Regions from separate parts of the Urocitellus parryii genome. Here region 2 is linked to region 1. The links are chromatin contacts, called in public Hi-C maps. All regions are on one chromosome and are shown on one strand. Each heading gives the region's core, a stretch centred on a gene start, on an enhancer-like site or on the middle of the called end of the contact. The rest is flanking DNA. Distances are from core to core; before and after follow the strand shown.

What was found. A called contact is a pair of places that touch in the nucleus more often than the background predicts.
Region 2: a contact with region 1 is called in a Hi-C map of muscle, with 7 times the contacts expected there. The contact joins the promoter of Itgb1bp1 here to the promoter of Asap2 in region 1. A contact is called at or near these places in 2 of 2 Hi-C or Micro-C datasets (liver and muscle).

What each region holds. Positions count from the first base shown.
Region 1 is chr12:37,184,591-37,191,632 of mUroPar1.hap1, reverse strand. Asap2 (ArfGAP with SH3 domain, ankyrin repeat and PH domain 2) reads right to left here and starts at 2,613. Exons shown (of 27, transcript XM_026397973.2): 1 at 2,488-2,613. The coding sequence starts at 2,613.
Region 2 is chr12:37,350,916-37,357,993 of mUroPar1.hap1, reverse strand. Itgb1bp1 (integrin subunit beta 1 binding protein 1) reads left to right here and starts at 4,416. Exons shown (of 8, transcript XM_026396158.2): 1 at 4,416-4,557. It overlaps Cpsf3 (cleavage and polyadenylation specific factor 3), which reads right to left and starts at 4,273. Exons shown (of 18, transcript XM_026398881.2): 1 at 4,084-4,273. The coding sequence starts at 4,133.

The DNA.
Region 1 (7,042 bases), core at 1,364-3,863:
AATTTTATTTTTTTTTAATTTCTGTTAACTGCAAAACTTTATGTCACAATATCCTCTCTCGTGTGCAGTATAAAAAGTAAATGTCTTATTTAAAACCAAAATATTGCCAGGCCTGGAGGCACACTTCCATAATTTCAGCAATTCTGGAGACTGAGGCAAGAGGATTGCAAGTTCAGAGCCAGTCTCAGCAACTTAGCAAGGACCAAAGCGATTTAGCAAAATCCTGTCTCAAAATAAAAACTTAAAAGGGCTGGGGACATAGTTCAAGGATAAAGCACCCTCTGGGTCCAATCCCCAATATCAAAAAACAAAATGAACAAAAAAAACTGAAAACAAAATTTTGTGGGAATCATTTGTCATTAAATCATACACAGAACAAGTTTTTATAATGGAACTGAACATTAAGTGCTCTGGGGAAAAAAGCATTTTTTTAAACAATCCATGCTGATTCCTCTCAGAAAGTAAACAACTTTCAGATGTTGCCATGAATCCAAGTTCACACTTGTCATCATCACAGCATGTATACTACATTTATTTAAAGTGAGATAAACCTGCAATGGTTTTAATTTTTCCATGTTTGAGACTCCAACCCAGTCTTGTGCTCAGATGGCAACATGAAGCAAGCCTGCAATTTAACAAAATGACCAAATCCAGTCTCTCTTTAATCTGCTTGGTAACTGAGCTCTAGGGTAATCTCCTGCACAGCATACAAAAAAAAAAAAAAAAAAAAAAAGGCTTGGATTCATCTACTGAAAAATTAATCAGAAAAGGGGTATGCCAATTTTAATAGCAACTCCTATTTGCCTGGCTTTCCAACATCTGCCAGTGTTAATAATATTTAACTGACAAACTACAGGGGGAAAAGGCAACAGAACTTTAAATACAATCAAGCCCTTTTTTAAGGCATCATGTACAAAGCTCCTTCCCTTAATGAATAGCTGCTACCTTTCTGATTGCAATCATTTCCATAAGTATTATTAATGATGTATTTTGAAAACACTGTTAACATTTTCCTATTTTCAACTGGAACTAGAGAAAAAATTCCATCCATCCATCCCCACCTGCCTCATCTGAAGACATCCTTTTAAGCCCTGCTCATGAAAGTGTAGTGAAGAGATCTGAGAATCACAGAACTCACCACCAAAGGTTTACTTGCAGCTCTCTGCCAAAAACAGGGAGGAGAGTAGGGAGTTAGGGAGGATGCCCTAGCCATACTTCAACATTCAGAATGCTGAATCTGGCATTTTTCATTTAGCCCAGTATTGACTGTTTATGTCTACAAAGAAAAAAAAAATTCCACTAAGGAAAAACATTCTACATTTTTTTTTTCCAACCAATTCCTAACAGCAGATGCTTTGTTCAAAGGGGGAAGGGTAACGCGGCCACTCACTGGTGACACACACCCCCATTCACTGTGGGCCAAGCATTTTCTTCAAAAACACCTACAATACTCAATTTTAGGGCTGTAACTTGACATTGTGGCCAAAAGAAACGCAATGTTCCAATTCACTGTTGCCACACGTGTGGCTTGAAACCGGTCACCTATAATGAGCGCAAACACTTGGCACACAATGCCTCTGATGCGGAAGAGCAGCGTTCTAATCCCATTCGGGAGGGAAGGAAAAGGAGGATCCAGGCGAGGCCATGGCCCCTGGACTCTGGGGCTGCTCCTTCCCACTCCGCAGGCTGCTTTCTCAGCCTAAGCTGCTGCCCTCCTCAACGTGCCCTCTCCCGGCATCTGGAGAGCCCACAGGCTAGCAGCTCGGCGCGATGACTTGGCACCTTGAAAGCCGTTTACTAAAACCAGGCCTTTCCCAGGTGGAGAGGCAGGGAGGCGACCGGACTTCCAGCAGGTGGGACGCAGGTACCAGGGAGCGGCCATCAGGGCTCCGGACATCACGGCGCCGGCTCCGCGCACGCGGTGCAGCGCTCCTCTGCGGCACGGCGCGGAGGCGGCCGGGCGGCCAGGCTGGCGGGGCACCCTTCCTGGGCAACCGGGTCCCCCCGACCCACGGAGAGTGGAGGCGCCGGGCGGCTGCGGCGGGCGGCCGGGGACGCACAGCTGTCCCCACCGGGCCACTTCGGGGACAAGTTGGCGAGGTCCGCGCGGGTACCCACGACCCCGGGCCGCGGCGGGCATCGGGGTCCCCCGCTCGCAGCCGATCGCGACTCCCGGGCCGAAGTTGGCCGCGCCGGGGGGTCGAGGACGCCGCCGCGGAGCCCCGCGAGGGCAGGGAGGGCGGGCGCGCGGGATCTCGGAAAGGCCCAAGGTGGCCACCCGGCCTCTCCCCGGAGCCACCTCCACGGGAACAAAGGGCTTCTGTTCCGGGCAGGGCTGGCCCTGCCGCTCCGGCTCAGGAGCACGAGAAACTTTTCCCGGGTGTGGAGGCGCAGCGGCGGGAGGGCGCGGGCCGCGGGCGGGGTCTGCCCGGGGCGCGCGCCGCGGTACCTGCGGCCGAGCCGACCGCCCGCGAGGCCGCCGCTCACCTCCTCGATGGCCGCCACCGTGTTCCGGCAGTGGGCCGTGCGGGTGGTGAAGCTGGAGGCCGTGGGCGCCTTGTAGTCCTCGAGGGTCTCAGCCACGAATTCCGACACGGAGATCTGGTCCGGCATCGCCGCGGCGCGCGGGCGGCCGGCCGCGGGGGAGCCGCCGCCTCAGCCGCCGCCGCGGGCTCCGATCGCCGAGCGCTCGGGCGCCGCCGCCGCGGGCTCCGATCGCCGAGCGCTCGGGCGCCGCCGCCGCTCCGGCCCGCGGACAAAGGGAGCGCAGCGCGGGATCCGCCGCCGCAGGGCGCGGGCCGGCCGCGGGAGCAGGGGCGGCGCGGCCCCGCAGCTCGGCCCGGCCGTCCGCCCGCGCGCGCCGAGGGCTGCTGCGTCCGCCGCCGCGTCCTCTCCGAGCGAGCCCCGAGGCGGGCGCGCAGAGCCGGCGGGAACTGCCCGCCACCCAGCCGCGGGCCCCGAACGCCTCCCGCGGAGAGGGGCGGGTCCGGGCCGGGGGCGGCGGCCGGCCGGGCGCGGGGCGGGGCGGCGCGGAGGGCTGGGCCGCCAATGGGCGCGCTCGCCGCCGCCGCGCCGCCGGGAAGCGGAGCCTGCAGGAAGGAAGGCGGCGCGCGCCCCGGCCCGCCAGCCGCTCCTGGCCGCCGCGCGCCGCATTGTCTCGGCGTTCGGGGCGCGCGGCGCGCCGGGGTTCGAGGGCGCGCCCCCCGAGCTGGCGGCGCACGGACACCTCCCGGCCCGCCCGAACCCGGGCCTGCACCGGGGCCCACCAGGGCGCGAGCAGGGGGCGCGGGACACTCTCCTCGGAGGCATCGGAGCCCACCCCTCCGCGGGCCAGCCCCACCCCTGGCGAGGAATCCCCCGGAATCCCCACCCAAACCGCGGGGAAGGCCCGTCCAGCGAGACGACGGTGGGAGGAGCTCGCCCCCTGCTGGAGGCGGCGCTGCGCCCGGGGCACCCCGCGCGGTGACCAGCGCCTTCGGCACCGTGGGGGCTAGCCAGTGACTGCCGGGGCCGTGCAGTGATCGTGTGCTTTACCTGGCGGTCTTAGCAGACACATAAGGAGCTGGGTACTTGTTTGTATAGAAGACAATTGGCCCAAAAGCGAGTCAACTGACAAGTGGGGATTGCATTCCATGTCCTTGCCTTGGAAGAGCGCCTCCCGGCCCCCAGTGAAAGTCCCAGCCACGTTTCCTAAGCTTTTACATCTACAAGTGTTCTCCCTTAGGCGTATATAGTTTTAGGGTACAGAAAATGGTTTTCAGGCCAGACCCCGCCCCGGTAGAACTCCGAACGCCTAAATGGAAGTGGGGGACCTCCGGGGACCCTGGAGCATGTCTGAGGAGGGGCTCTCAGAACGCTGCAGCAGCACCAATCTACCAATCTCAGACATAACTAGTCCAGTAAAGAGTTTGAATTAGTACAGGTTTTCATTTACAACTCCCATGGAAATTCTCATAGCTGTATTTTAAAACCCAGAAGTTCTGAAGACACTAGTCAAAAGAAAATCACACCCTATAACTCTACACCAGGCATGTGGCATGGTTTCTGTAGCTGCCAGCAATAAAACCAAGAGAAACTTTACAAAAACCTTTTGTGCATCTGAAAAGGAGGAAGTGTGAGAGACATTGGAAACTCAATATGTGAGACAAAAAAGTCTCCTGACCGTAGGACACTGGACCAGTCAAACAATCTTTTTTAAGCTGCCATGTAAGAATTTGCCATATGAGGTGGCAGCATGGGTCAGACGTTATGTATGGCTTTTGGTATTTTAGTAACACGCATGTGAAATTTAACTTTCTAAAATAAATGCATTAGTGGGTAGCTTTTATCCTTGTACTAGGCAATAAATTACAGTCTAAAAACTGCATATGCCTGCCTCTTTCTTCCCTTTATGGGTCTCACCCTGCTGGTGTCTCTGGGGACTTCCTCTCCTTGCAGCTTTGTGCCATTCCAGTCTTTGGTGTGTTGTTGGTGTTAGTATATCCTCTCCACACTTGTGTTCCCGCCCACTTGTTTTCCAGCTCCAGTCTTTGTGGACTTCTTTGAGGCTGGACAGCATCCTAGATGACTTTTTGCACCTTGGATCTTTGAAGTCTGATTTCTAGGAGATTATGAGAGATTTAAGAGGAAGTGGTGTTTTTCGTGGGTGTCTAGTCCAGCGTTAATCAAGGCTCTTCCTACAAGTTCAAAGCTAAGCTTGGTGTTCTTCCCGTCTTTATTTGCAGCTCCTGCTCTTCATTCTTGTACTTTCATTTGATTCTTCAGGTACAAGGATCTTTAGTAGCCTCAGAAAGTAAAATTGCAAAGCTGTGCTGAGTTAATAAGTGGACGAGAAGGCTGGTAGAAACAAGCAAGCGGTTACCAAGTCTGTCTGTGATGTAAAAGGGTCACGAGAGTGGCAGTCACTTCTCCATCATCCCTTAGAAATCTAACTTGCCCAGTGCAAAAGCCTAGGTCGAAAGCAAGACCTGAGCAAAACATGGCCAATGCCTCTCTGGGGTTAATATAGGAATAAGGAGCTTCCAGTAAATAAAATTAAACAGGCATCAAGAAAACATTATGTACACACACTTGTTAATGCATCAAGAAGATGCTGATAATGCCATTACAGACCTGTGCTCCCTTAATCTGAACACTTTAAGTATAAAAAGCCCTGAAAATCTAGTCTTTAAAGTAATTCTTGGGCCTGCAGTTGTAGCTGGGTGGTAGAGCACTTACCTAGTATATGTGAGGCACTGGGTTTGATCCTTAGCACCACAAAAAATAAATAAATTAGTAAAATAAAGGTATTTTTAAAAAACAGTCTTCAAAATAAATAAATTAATTCTTAGTGATAAAAATTACCTAAGATGAGCTGACATGAAGCTATGTAGTCTTGTTTATCCCACTTCATATGAATATTTGTTTTGCTAGAAAATAAAAGTGTGCTTAATTATAGACATTACCCCAAGTCCACTAGGAGTAATTCAAAGTTATACCATAAGAGCAGTGTTATCATTCTGAAACCTGAGAAATTATGAATCTATACATATCTAACCCATGGGTTTCACATAAAAGACCATAGTCCTCTATTATTAAAACAAGATAGCAAGCTGTTATGACAAACTACCCGAGGCTGGAAACTTTATAAAGAAAAGATATTTATTTAGCTCACATCTCTGGAGTCCGAATGTCCAAGATGAAGCGGACCCATCTATTTGGCCTTCATGGTGAAGAGCAGGGAGCCTATCTGCCAGGCATCTCACTTCAGCACCCGGGAACTACTTAACAAGTTCTCATGGTGGATGGGGGCATGACATTGGGAATACTTGCACTACCCATCACAATGGTGAGACAGGAAGCCAGAGAGATTCAGGGTCAAACTCCTTCTTTTAGAACAACTCACTCTCTTGAGAGATAATGGAGATCCTAAGAAAACTACCTTAACCCCTTCCCAGGGCTGGGTCCCTAATGATCCAATCATCTCACACTAGGCCCCGCCTCTTAAAGGCACCACCACACTAAGGACTAAGCTTCCAACACAGGAACCATTAGAGTCAAACCACATTCGAACCATGGGGAAAAGGAGAATGTGCAGCAGCCCACTGAGACTGGCCAGCAGCCCATTTTCCAAAGAAATTCTCTGCCTCCTGCAGTTCACAAGAACCTGACATTTTTCTCTCTCAGATCAAGGTGTGCGACATGTGCTTAACTCTGAAACTTGCTGGAGGGTTGGCTGGTTTCACACTAGACTTGCTCGGCTACTAGCTATTAACTTGTAAATGATTACTCTGGGAATGGACAGATCTGGACCTTAGGAGAACTGTGGCCAAGGGTGCAATAAATAGAAACAACACACAGGGGAAACCTAGCCACGAGCCCGTGGAAGCCTCCTTTCCACACCACAAAATCCTTTCCCAAAAGCAGAGCCGTGGAAGGGACCCCCTCGTCCCAACAGAGCAGGGAGCCTATCTGCCAGGCATCTCACTTCAGCACCCGGGAACTACTTAACAAGTGAAAGAGCCCGCTTTGCCTCCCTGTGCCTCCCCGGGTGGGTAGATCAGCCTCCCTGGGTGAGAGAAGCTCCCTGCTTCCCACTTTCATGGCTCCCAAGCTCCGGGTTTGGAGGCAAAAAGCTCCTTACTGTCATAACAACGTAAGCAGGACCAAGTCACTACTGAGAATCTAATCATCGGTCCTAGACACTTGAGAATGAGCACGTCTTAGAGGACAGTAGAGCTAATTCTTGAGAACAGACGACAAGCCGATGTATTCATAGCTAACTTTAAAGGAAGGGTACTTGAGGGCTATTATTTTGCCTTAACAAGGTTTCTATCAGTGACACGCTCAGTGCTGATGTACAAGGGACCATTCCAGATAAATGAGGGACAATCAGTTCTATCCTGGAGCCAGCTTGTATGAACTCCAGGGAGCTGGTTGTCACCTTTTAAGGAATTTTACAGGGTGTTTTTGTATCTGTACAGCAGAAATGCTATCCACCACTGTGCTCCCACAAATCTCTTCTTGAAACTGTCCACAGAGAGAATTGACAAATGCTGAAGCT
Region 2 (7,078 bases), core at 3,167-5,666, 160 kb before region 1:
CCTACCTGAGAGCCAGCCAATGATGAAGAAAATCAAAGCACACATGGGAGCACCCATGTATTCTTGGCCTGCTATGTTGCCTCTTAAGTGGTCTTAGCTCAGACTTCTCTTCTAGCTTCCAGCTAGTTCAAACTTTCTCCCCTTTCCTAAATTTTGCAACCCTCTACTATCCTCCTCTTCTTGTGAGGCATGGGCCATCATCTGCATTAAAAAAAAAAAAAAAAAGAATAATCCAACTTCACTTACCAACTCACAAACATCTTTGCTTTTTTCCATTTCTCTTAGAACAGGCCTCTCTCTAAAGCAAATCTTCACCCTGAGTCTACACTTTACATTCTCTTTCCCTCTGGACTAAACACTGCTATCTCACTGACATCTTCCTCACTTGCCATCAGAATCTAAACATGCTAGTCCTTCTCATCCTCAAATTAAAATCCTTCAATTCTGATCTCCTTTAGTTTCTGCTTCATTTTCTTCAGTCTACGAGAAGCCAGCTTCCTAAAAGGTCTGGATATTCTGTGACCCCATTTCCTCACTTTCCACCCATTCAATTCACCATCACCTGACTCTTACCAACCACTTCTCTGAAACCTCTTTGCTGTTAAGAGAAAACCTCCATATTTGCCCCCTACTTGTTCCTTTGGCAGCTTTTGTCACCCCTAACTACTTGCTCCTTCTGTGAGCACTTCTCCTTTGGCCTCATGCCCTCCTGTCTTGCTGCCTTTCCTTCCCAGTTTTTCACCTGCTTTTGAATGCTGATATGCTTGCTGAGGGTTCCCTCCTTGGCCTTCTCAACTTCATGATCTTCATTCTCACGTTTCTGACGTGTCCATGACTAACGAGCATGTTTGTAGTCCAGGTTCTTTTCTTTTTTGCAGAGCTGGGCATTGAACCTAGAGCCTTGTGCATGTTAAGCAAGTGCTCTAGCACAGAACCACATTCCCAGTCCTATTATTCTTCTTAATTCTAGATCTCTAATAATATATACTCCTGACACTGGGATACTGCCAGGAACCTCACATTCAATGTCAAACTAGTTTCCACAAGTCCTCTGCATCTATCTGCTCTTTCTGGAATGCTTTGCCTTCAGATAAGATTGGCTTCTTTGTATCTTTAGGTTTCAGTTCCAATGTTGCCTTCTCACAGGCTTTTTCTTGACCTCCTCTAATTTATTCTTCACAGCAGACAACAATCCAGCATCACTTAGGAATAATACTTACAGCTACATGAAGTTGCTATATCTGTGGCTTATTTCTCACTACGAAAATGGGAGTTTCATAAGAAAAGACATTGTTTTATTTTATTCACTGCTGTACTGCTACAGCTACTGATCAGATAAATCTTAAGAAATGCTTTTCAAATAAAAAATTGTGACCATTGGAAATACTATGTTGAGTGAAAGAAGTCAGACACAAAAGGCCACACATTGTATGGTTCCATTTATATATCTAGAAAAGTCAAATATATAGAGGAGGAAAAATAGGTTAGTGGTTACCTAGGACAGGGGAATTTGGGGAGAAATGAGTGAGACTGATAACTGGTACAACGTTTCCTTCTAGAATGACGAAAATGCTTTGGAATTAGTGTGAGACCTGTACAATTTTGCAAATATACCAAAAACCATTGACTTGTACTTTAAATGAGTTATATGGTATGTGAATTATATTTCAATAAAGCTGGTACAAAACCAAATTTACTGCAGACCTAATCCACCTTCTGTATTCCTTGAGAATAATATGCCCAACCTAGGAATCTCAATCATCCTTATCTGAATACTCCCTTCTGCTCTGCATTCTAGAACCATCCCTACAGTAACACCTGACCACTTAGAAAATCCTAAAGATTTCACTTCCATGCTCTCTCAAAGCCATCTCTTCCCAAACCATTTCTTTTCAAGTCCTTTATCTCTGATTAGAGGTTTCATCATTTTACTTGGATTATTTCAATTACATTCTAGTAGATTCCTTCTAATAAATCCACCCTTTATTCATCTGCTACACTACTGCAAGGAGTGATTTAAAATATAATTTCTAGTATATCTCATGCTTGCCTAAAATCCTTTGTTTGCTTCCTTTAAATAATGCCCAAACTCTTTAATATAAGGGGACTTCACATGATGGACCCTGACAGACCTGTCCTACCTCATGTACTAACCTATGAGCCACAGCCTTGAGGATACTAGCCATGAATTGTGAACATTCCTGCCATGTTATTTTTTTACGTGTGCCATATCCTCTGCTTGTATCACTCCAGTCCTCACACTGTCTTTAATTCTTACTCATTCTTTGGTATATAGTTCACGCATCCCATTTTCTAGGAATGCATGAAATATCTTTCTCTTCAATCTTAAAAATTCCTTTTTCAGCCAGGCACGGTGGCGCATGTCTATAATCCCAGTGGCTTGGGAGGCTAAGACAGGAGAATTGTGAGTTCAAAGTCAGTCTCAGCAACTGTGAGGCACAAAGCAACTTAGTGAGACCCTGTCTCTAAACAAAATACAAAACAGGGCTGCGGATGTGGCTCAGTGGTCGAGTACCCCTGAGTTCAGTCCCTGGCACCAAAAAAAAAAAAAAAAAAAAAAAAAAAATCCCTTTTCATGGGCTGGAGTTGTGGCTCAGTGGTAGAGTGCTTGCCTAGCACCTGTGAGGCCCTGGGTTCGATCCTCAGCACCACATATAAATAAACAAAATAAAGATATTGTGTCCAACTACAACTAAAAAATAAACATTTTAAAAAATTCCTTTTTCATACTCTCTCAGCAGTTAGTGCAACTCTTACCTGTGCTCTTGTACGAGCTGTCATTTAATAAGCACCTACCAGGGTCTTTACTCCTTGCAATATGCATTATTATCCCCACATAAGGAAACAGATTCAGTGAGGCTGTTGTCCTACTAAGTGATAGAGAATGAATTTTAGGCCTGACTCCCAAGTAATTGGCTCCTATTTTTCTAAACTCTCTCCAGTACTTTCCACTCTGCACTCCAGTTGCCTCCAAAATGTTAAAACCAATGAACTCAGCCTTCTGTCTTATTTGTATCCTCAGTGCCTGGTGTAGTGCTTGTCACTTGCTCTGTGTTTACAGAACACACACAGAAATGACAGTTGTGAACTAAACATCAAAGACTTGAGGCTGTGTGCCCAGTAGGGACTCAACAAATCCTTATTGAATGAATGTGTAAAGCAGATACTTTCTACTTTTTGAAAAAAGCACATTCATATGATACTAATATCTAATACTGAACAATAACCATGTTTGCACAAATTGCTCATCTATAGGAATAAGTTCTCTTTGTTTACACATCCCAGAATGGAGAAGGCCAACTCCACTGAAAGACCAGTCTTCTTATGGGCACTACAGGGCTGAGTTTTTGACAATAACTTCTCTGCTATTTCTGACATCCACTTTCCTGCCTTGTTCTGCCAGGGTCGGAGCTTTGAAGGTAAAAACTCACATCAAGTCCCTAACTTATTTCCCCTCTCTCACATCTTGGCACCATGTCACGTCCTGGAGCTAATAAAAAACGGATTTAAGGCTGGGTTGTAGCTCAGTTGGTAGCGCGTTTGCCTTGCACGTGTGAGGCACTGGGTTCGATTCTTAGCACCACATAAAAACAAACAAATAAAATAAAGGTACTGTGTCTGTTAACAACTTAAAAAAATTATTTAAAAAAAAAAAAAGGAGAGAGGCTTAGTTTTTCCTTGCACTGTCATGGCCTTCCCCAGGCCCTCCCGTCACGGTCGGTTCCCTCTCGGCCTGCCCTGATGCGCGAGATGCGGGCAGGTGCGGATAACCCTTCTTACTTGAAGGCACGCGGCGGGATGAAATAACTTTTTTTTTTTTAACCCCAACATATCCTCCCCTAAGACTGAAGCCACGCAAATTCCCTCTCAACCTAGCAGGCCATTTCCGACCAACAGCGCTCCAAACCCCTGGGGCCTGGCCGGCCTGGCCCGCAGCTGCGGGCGAGGACCGGCGGCCGCAGGCTGGAGTGGGGGCGACGGGGCCGGCCCGGAGCCCGGCTCGAAGCCCCGCTGGCTCTCCCTGGGCCTGCGGCTTCACGCTCGGTCTCGCTGGTCCCTTACAGGGGTCGGATCAGCAGCTGGTCGCTCTCTTCCGCAGGAATTGCAGACATCCTGGAAGTCTGAGGAGGAGCGCGGGTGAGGGACTCGCCGCCGGAGTCTGTCTGAATTACAAGCACAGCCACAGCAACTACACAAGAAAAACCCCATCCACCCAGAGGCAGCTTCCGCCACTCTGGCGCCCGTGGCACTAGGCCCCTCCCCTCGACTTCCGGCCGGAGAGCCGGCGTGGGTGGGGGGGGGGGCGTCGCCTCCGGGGTTCCGCGCCGCTTGGAGCCCAGGAACCTGGGGCGGGCCCTGAAGTCCGCGCCTGCGCACCGCCACGGGGGCGGGGCCTGGCAGAAGAGGGCAGGAGGGCTGGAAAAGGTGGCGCTGGAATTAGAACTGGAGTACCCGCGTGGGTGCTGTCGGCTGGGCGCTCCAACTCCAACTCCCTGTGAGGCGCAGGCGGCCCGGGGTTGGGCCCACGGCCGCGAGGTGAGAGCCCCGGGGTTCAGGGCCGGGCTCTCGGGCGGTGGCGGGAACGCGGCGCGAGGGCGGCGCCGGCTGTCGGGACGGATGGGTGGGGCCCTGGGGAGTCCGTGGTGTCGTGGGGACCCGCCCTCCCTCGGAGGTCCTAGATGCGGGCACCCGGGCCGGGGAGCGGCTGGGCGAGGGAGGATGCCAGAGGTCGGTTCTGTTGTGCTGAGCGGCCGAGGGCGCTGGGGCCGGAGCGCCGAGCTGTGGGCCGTTCCTGGGCCAGGTCCGCGGTGCCGGGGCAGAGCGAGGCGAGAAGCGCACTGCCTTCTCGCGCGTGCCCTTCTCCCCTTGGCATCGCTGCAGTCGGGCAAGGGTTCTGTCGTTTACTGTTGCATCCTTTGCACCGGTGACATGTACGACGCAGGTGGGTGTCTAGAAAGAGCTTTGAAGCTGCCTCTGTCTAGGTCCCAAACTTGGCCTGTCAGCTCTTAGCCTGGTGACCTTGGGCACGTCACTGGCTCTCTTGGCGCCTTGGCGACCTCTTGTGAACACGTTGTCCTACTATAACAGTGGTGGTCAGGTGAAGGGGTTAGCGGTTTCTGTAGCACTAACCAGTTCTTGGCTTCATGAACTGGTCCACTGTTGTTCGGTGGGTGTACAGAGCAAGTCCACTGTTGCTCGGTGGGTGTACAGAGAGTAACAGCCCTGTCTTTGGCTACTTTGGAGATAGAATTATAAGTGGTAGCAGTTCGGAATGCTATGATTAGGTGTATGTTCATGCTCTGAGTCCCTTAACTCAACCTGGAGAGCTGAGGTTTTTTAGAAAAGAAGCAGCCTGAAATGAGCTGTGAAAAATAATAGACAGTAACTAAAATGTGAGGAGCATTCCAGGTGAGAAAATGTGGGAGCAAAGCATGGGAACATGGAGCACGGTGCTATGGAGAATCAAGGCAGCTTTGCATGGCTGAGAGATGAACTACAGGTGCAGTGGAAAATGCAGGGAGAAATGGGTCATGGAGGTCCATGCACGTCCTGAGGAAGAACTGTGACTTTAGTCTCTAACTGTAGACCAGTGAAAACATTTCAAGCATGCTAGTGGTCTCAGATTTGTGTTTGAAAGAAATTATTTTAATCCTTTTGGCTGAAGTGTCTTGGTAGATTTAGAGTGGCAAGGAATCCCATAGGACAAGTCCACGTATCCATGAAATATCATCAGTAGGTTTGTGGATTCTTTAAATTATATTCCACAGCGTGTATACTTGCACATTTTGTAGGTTGAGGATCTACCACTTCCATTGGATGTTGAAAAATTAGCTGTGTAGTTATCTAGTGATGATGTGGAGCCTGTTCTAGAGCTGGATTAGAGAACTCCGCAGGTGTAAACAAGGATCTTGGTGCCTGATTAGATGTGGGAACTGAAGGACAGTGAGTGATGGATTTCCTGGTTGCTACCAGCAATAATATAATTTCCTAAGAGGGAGAAGTGAGGGAGGAGCAGATCTGGAGGGGAAGATGATGTGTTCAGCTTTAGACATTTTTGCGTTTAATGAGCCTGTGGAACATCCAAGTGACAATCAGTATCTTTGGCCTTATTTTTATGCAAGAGTAATTTAAAGGCAAGAATGTTTTTCTTAAGAACATGCATCAAAATGGCAGTAGATATCAAAGTGCTTCCCCCCCGCCCAGGGTCCTGGATCAAAGTTGAAAAGCAAGTCTTATGGAGTTGCAAAGGCATTATAGGAGTGCCTTTATACTAGTATGTGTATATATGTGTAGTCAGCTCTCCATGTCCATGAGTTCCACATTTTTGGATTCAGCCAACCCCAGATTGAAAACATTTGCAAAATATTGCATATTACTGATCATGTAGAGACTTTCTTGACATTTTTCCCTAAATAATATGGTGTAACCACTACTCCCCTAGCATTTACATCAAATATTAGGCATGCTAAGAAATTTAGAGATGATTTAACGTGTACAGGGAGGGGAGACACACATAGGTGATGTGTAGGTACTATGTTGCTTTGCATCAGGGGCTTGAGCATTGGGGGATTTTGGTGTCCACAGGGCTCCTGTGTTTAAATGTTACATACCAACATTTTAACCTGCTAAAGACCACTTACATGTACTTTAGGCTGCTTCATTAACCCAGTTTTGTGTGGATCTGGGAATAAGGCTCTCCTGCCATCTCTCCCTTACTGAAAAGCTGTTCTCTGAAGCTTCCTGCAATAGCCATCTAACCTCTCTGTTTTGCTTTTATCCTATGCAGTTATTTTTCCACCTGTGGCCAGAAATCTAATCGTGCCCCCGACTGCCTTTTAAAAGCCTCTAGTTTTCCTATTAAACTCAAGTCAAACCACATTGTTCACGTGACCTGCCAGGCCTTCTGTCATGTTTTCTGTTTCTCCTGCCCTAGCTGCGTTGGCCTCATACTGTGCTCATACCAGCACACTTCCTGGGGCTCCTTATGCTCACCTGTATACCTGGAGCATTTCCTCCACCAGTCAGCCTGCCCTTCTTCATTCAGGCTTCAGCTGAG